Linked DNA regions of Sus scrofa: region 1 is linked to region 2. The links are chromatin contacts, called in public Hi-C maps. All regions are on one chromosome and are shown on one strand. Each heading gives the region's core, a stretch centred on a gene start, on an enhancer-like site or on the middle of the called end of the contact. The rest is flanking DNA. Distances are from core to core; before and after follow the strand shown. Region 1 holds the start of PRPF19 (pre-mRNA processing factor 19). Region 2 holds the start of VPS37C (vacuolar protein sorting-associated protein 37C).

The links. A called contact is a pair of places that touch in the nucleus more often than the background predicts.
Region 1: a contact with region 2 is called in a Hi-C map of liver, with 4 times the contacts expected there. The contact joins the promoter of PRPF19 here to the promoter of VPS37C in region 2. A contact is called at or near these places in 2 of 5 promoter capture datasets (fetal liver and fetal skeletal muscle), 4 of 47 Hi-C or Micro-C datasets (heart right ventricle, liver and skeletal muscle) and 1 of 2 datasets of contacts at active chromatin or transcription factors (alveolar macrophages).

What each region holds. Positions count from the first base shown.
Region 1 is chr2:10,850,358-10,853,057 of Sscrofa11.1, forward strand. PRPF19 (pre-mRNA processing factor 19) reads left to right here and starts at 1,422. Exons shown (of 16, transcript NM_001128457.1): 1 at 1,422-1,456. The coding sequence starts at 1,438.
Region 2 is chr2:10,612,529-10,615,471 of Sscrofa11.1, forward strand. VPS37C (vacuolar protein sorting-associated protein 37C) reads left to right here and starts at 1,670. Exons shown (of 6, transcript XM_021082961.1): 1 at 1,670-1,964.

The DNA.
Region 1 (2,700 bases), core at 172-2,671, 240 kb after region 2:
ATTCTAGCTCTGATTTTTTTTCTTGTTATGGCCATACCTTTGGCATATGGAAGTTCCTGGGCTAGGAGTTGAATTGGAGCTGCAGCTGCCAGCCTGCACCACAGCAACACAGGATCTGAGCCACACCTTTGACCTACACTGAAGCTTGCACTGGATCCTTAACCCACCGAGGGAGGCCATGGACCCATATCCTCATGGACACCATGTTGGGTTCTTAACCCATTGAGCCACAACAGGAACTCCAGTCCAACTATTCTAAATATAGTAGTTTGCATCTACTACATCCAAGCTCCCAGTCCATCCTTCTCCCTCGGCAACTACCAGTCTGTTCTTGTCCGTGGGTCTGTTTTGTATATAGGTTCACTTGTGCCATATTTTAGGTTCCACATGTGTTATTACGTGGTATTTGTCTTTCTCTTTCTTAGTATGATCATCTCTAGTTACATCTCTGTTGCAGCAAGTGGCATTATTTTGTTCTTCATTATGGCTGAGTAGTATTCCACTGTATATATGTACCACATCTTCTTAATCCACTTATCTGTTGATAGACACTTAGGTTGTTTCCAAGTCTTGGCTATTGTGAATAGTGCTGCAGTGAACATTGGGGTGCATGTATAAATGGATCCATTTTATTTCCTACCACATCTGAGTACTTAAAATGCCTGGCATTCAACCAACAATAGTTGTGACAGTCCTGCTATATTTCAGGTACTGTGTCAGCCTCTTAGAAACAACAATAACCAGAACAACTGTGGTTCCTGCCATCATGGAATTTACAGTCTAGCGGAGAACCCAGCCATCAGAAAAGTTTTTTCACCTATCAGCATCCGCGCCTTCTTCCTTGGACCTTTCAAAGGGTACTCCGAGAAACACTTGTCAAGAATCACGTGGGAGCAGCCATGGAAAACGCTCTCTTCAGCGGACCCCAGGAAGATGCGTTTTGAGAAGCGGGGTAATTCTCGCTCGCAACAGCGTTTGCAAGACTACGATCCCAAGGCCCCCCCTTCCCGCTCCGGTCTCAAAAGAGTCGATTGGTTTAAAGTTTCTGAGTTGATTGGTTTAAAAAATTACTGAGTTGATTGGATTAAAACTCCCACTGCATCACGGGAAATGTAGTTTCGGCTCTCCTTTCCCCCAACCCCAAGAGAGCTTTACGAAAGGAGCCGAGCGGGCCCGGAAATAGCCGAGTACTTCCTGGCGCGCCCTTTCCTGCCCGGTTGCATTCTGGGAAAGGACAGTTTCCGTTAAAAGCTGGAGGCTGAGGCGCGCGACCAGCCGCTGTCCCACGTGAAACGTTGCGGGAGCATCGTCCAGCGGGGTCGCTCCCCGCTTGCGCGGAGCGTCCCGGAAGCAGCGGGGAACCGGAAGTGGGCCCCGCGGGCTCAGAAGCTGATCCGAAGCCAGGTGTGAGGAGCCTCGGAGCGCAGCTACGGCAACATGTCCCTGATCTGCTCTAGTGAGTATCGCCTGTGGCCGATCGCTGGGCGCAGGAGGCCACAGAGCCGAGTGGGAGGATCTGCGGGCCTCTGCGGCGCCGGGGCGGGGGTGGAGGTGAAAACGCGGCTCCCGGGGGGGCAGGGCGGCGGCCTGTCAGCCCCGGGGGTCCTCCTCCTCAAGCGTGGGGTGCATTTGCGCAACGCTTCACAGTTTACATAACGCCTCAAGTGTATTGTCGCAGGCAGCGCCGAGGCCACCCACCTTGTTTGCGCAGTTGAACAGAGGCCTGGATAGAGGGAGCTGGTGCAGGGGAAACAGCTCTGCTGTAGAAATTAGGAAATGCGAGGGCTCGTGCAGGATCCGCCTCAGATTGGCTTTGTGATGTGGCGCAAGGATGCGGGCCTCAGTTTCCCCATCTGCAAAATGAGGGCCTTGGCACTGGATGTTGTCTGAGGCCCTGCTCGGGTAGGCAGAGCTTCTGCAATTTGCAAAGGTCGGACAGTGAGTTACAGGCTGTGACAGGGCTGGGAGCCAGGGACCTGGCTTCCAGCCTCACCCTTTACGGACTGCTGAAAACAGCGCACTTTTATAAAGCCTCTGTTGATTTACAGCTCGTTTGCAAGACTGTGATCTTGTTATGTTCTCATTTCTCCAGAGCAGAAATAAAGATCCTGTTTTACAGATAAGGATGTAAGGCTGAAGCAGAATGTGGCTTTTGTAAAACAGTACAGCTAGTAAGTGGTAGAGCTGGGTGATGGAGTCAGGTTCTCCCTGACCATGAATCTGTGCTTTTTTCAAATGCCTTGACCTGTCTTTCCTTTCGGTATTTTATTGTGATATTTTGTACTCATTGTTATTGGGTTATTAGTCTCTCATCCTTTTCTTTCTTTGCTTCCTAACTCTCAGGCCCTTTACTCCTCTCAGAACCTTTCCATAAATCCAAAAGAAAAAAAAAGGAAAGAAAGGGGGAAGGGAAATGTGACTAGATAAAGGAAAGGTACACCTTAAAGAAATTATAGTGTGCCAAGTATTTTCACATTCATTGTTTCAATCTTAAGGAAGCCCTTAAGGAAGCTCCATCCTTCCTCTCTTTGGCTCATCTCTTAGATGTTTACTGAGCGCCTGCTGGGCATCTGCCTTGTCCTGGAAGTCGGAAGCCAGCTATAATCTCTATCCTCAAGGGTGTAAATGATACCTCAGTTGGGGGTTGTTGTGGGGATGATTTAAGCAATGGGAAGTGTTTACAGGCTGTGCTTGGCACCT
Region 2 (2,943 bases), core at 420-2,919:
TGAAGAGCATAGAAGGGGGGCACTTACCCAGTCTTGGGGATATGAGAGGAGCTTTCCAGAAATGGAGTCTAAGACCCAAAGGATGTGAGTGATAGAAAACTCAAAACAACAGCAGCTTACAAAGGTGGATTATTTCCCTTTCCTATAAAAATCCTGAAGTGGGCATCCAACAGTGTCATTGGGCTCCATGGTGTTATACTCCTTCTATTTTATTACGTGGTCAGGTATGCCCTTAGTCTCATGGTTGCCTCATGGTTCAGGATGACTATTCTAGCTCCAGCCATCACACCCACGTTCCAAGTTCTGACACAGTACCAGTAAGTGGAAGTATAAGCTCAAGACAATCCATCTTTGTTTTCTAATGTTTTACCCCAAAAAGTCATAAAATACAGGATTAAAAAGTATATAGCACAAAAGGGCTTATAACTAAAGGTTAAAGTCATCTGCCCTGGCCCTCCGCACCCCTTGGAAAGAGTTTCAACCCAGCTTTCCAGAAGCTGTTGTCAATGGGAGCCACTCTGACATCATATTCAAAGTGAAATAAATGTTTGCAAAACCAGTCATGGCATCTCTCAAAAGCGGTACTGGTGTCTCAAGATGGGTCAAATAGCTGAGACTGCCTTCCTCACTGATCTCTCCTGTACTCTAAGAGGTGACCATTCATTGGAGAACAGTGATCACCTGACCCAATGGTCGTTAATTCATAGGCTGCCTGACAGCCTTTGAGGAGGCAAGAAAGTAAATTCTGCCCACTTGGAGCAATGGGGATTATCTTAGCCAATCAGATCCGTTCTCTCTAGCATTTGAAATAGAAAATTTGGGACTATCTGCGGAAAGGAAAAGAACAGAGTCAAATTAGGAGAATGAGGCCTTGAATATTGCTGTTCCTGGCACTACCATCACCCCTGGATTTTATTGTTAAGTGACACAATAATTTACACTTTGCAGAAGCTGCTTTGAATTGGATTTCTGTCACTAGCAACGATGGTCTTAATTCAACATCTAATAAGGTTTTGAATTGGGGTGGCCGGTTTCCTTGGTCTATGGCAGCTCTCCTCCTGAGGTCCTATTCTTACAAAGCTGCAATAACAGACGCTGTTGGGAGGCCAAACAGGTAATGGACTTCGCCTCCAGGCCTGGTTGTCTGTCCAGTACAAGCTGCCAAGGAAAGAGAGAGGTAGTAGTGTCAGGACCTTGCTTCACGAGACATCAGCCTTGTAATTCTGGGCAAGTGAGGATGTATAAGGCCGTCTGTTATTTTATTTTAGTCCACACAGAATGGACTAAATGTAACCTACGGCCCTGGGAAACAGGTTACTTTTGGAGAAACTACTCAGAGTTGTTTTCAGGACCCTGCCATATTGGCAGGAGACTGCTGTTTGCGAGGGGACACCTAGGGCTGTGATCCCTCTAGTCTGCGTTGGGGTTCCGCAGTCTGATCTCAGACATCTAAGGAGTCCCTTCGGTGCTGGGATTCCATTCTTTTCCTTTCGGGGCTCTTTTGATCCGCTTTAGCGGCTTTCCCAAGGCCGAGCTCGGTTAAATCTAGGGGAGCCTCTAGCGACTGCCAGCAAAGTCATTGGACTCCTGCGCAGGCGCACTCGCTCAGGGCCGTCTGGGTTCCGCCCAATGGGCGGCCCCTTCTGGGGGCGGGGCAATGGCCTGCGGGGGGCGGGGCCGGGCGTCCACTGCGCGCGGGTGTGGTCTCGTGGGCCCTGTCGTGGGTGTGGTCCCGGCTGGCAGCGAGTGTATATGTGTTGGGGGCGGGGGTGCGGTATCGTGGTGACTTTGAGGCCCGCAGCGCGCCCGACGTGTTGCCGGACGAGTGGCTTGGCCTCGCTCCCAGCGCCCGGACGTTGGAGGGGGGGTCACATCCGGCGGGGGGGCGGGCCTCCAGGACCCCGGAAGTGTGGACTCCGGCTGCGATTTAACCCGCGACGGCGGTGGCGGCGGCCGCGGTAGGGGTAGGTGAGCTGGGGCCCGGGGAGGGGCAAGGATGGGGATGGGGGCGGCGCTGGCAATCGCTCCCAGCTCACCCCCGCCTGCCCGCCTCACTCCGGCAGAAGCTGGTGATTGGGCGTAAGGGGCGCGTGACTCCCGCTGAGAGCTGGCGCCCCGGCCCCTCGCCGTGGGAGGGCGGGAGGGAGGGAAAGAGGCATTGCCCGAGCTCCCCGCGCAGGTTGCGCCTCCAGCCCCGCCCCCTTCCTCGTACTTGAGCGTCTTGCTGGTCACCAGTCTGGTGACGTTAGAACAGGTTTACCCGTTGTGCAGGTGGGGAAACAGGCCTAAGAGTGGGATCTGACTTGCCAGCAGGAGTGCCGCTTAGTGGGTTCTGAGGGGCGCTCAGGTCTTTAACTCCCTGGCCTATGTCATTTCTCAGGGCAGTGAGAATGTGGCTTTTCAGCCTTGGGGTCGTTCTTATCCTTTATTCTGGACCTGGACTTAGACTGCTCAGCATCACTGACCAGTGCATAGTCCTGCACCTGCTGGGTGCAAAGGGCATTGGTGTGTGTGTATCTCCAGTATGTACCTGGTTCTCCTGAGTTCAGAGAGCAGTGGTGTGTGTGTGTGTGTGTGTGTGTGTGTGTGTGTGTTTGTGTTTATTGGCAGAGTTGACTCTACACCTCAGGGTTTCAGCCCCTGAGACGAGTCAGTGCTTTCTCAGCTACCCACTGTCTAGGCTCACTCACCCTGGAATGTCCACCCTTAGCTCTGGAAACTTCACAGAAGCACTTCCTTTCACTTCAGTATCCCAGTAATACCATTGCTGATTCAGGCCTTTTCCACCGTCTTCATTGGCTCCTTGCCTCTTTTCCAGGAGTCCCATTTCCTACTGGTGCAGCCAGGATGCTGCCACCGGGCTCTCGGGTCTGTGATGGTCAGCCCTAGAGCTTGAGGTGGTGGTGACAAGGATTTGGGAAGGAAAGACTTTCTTTGGCTATT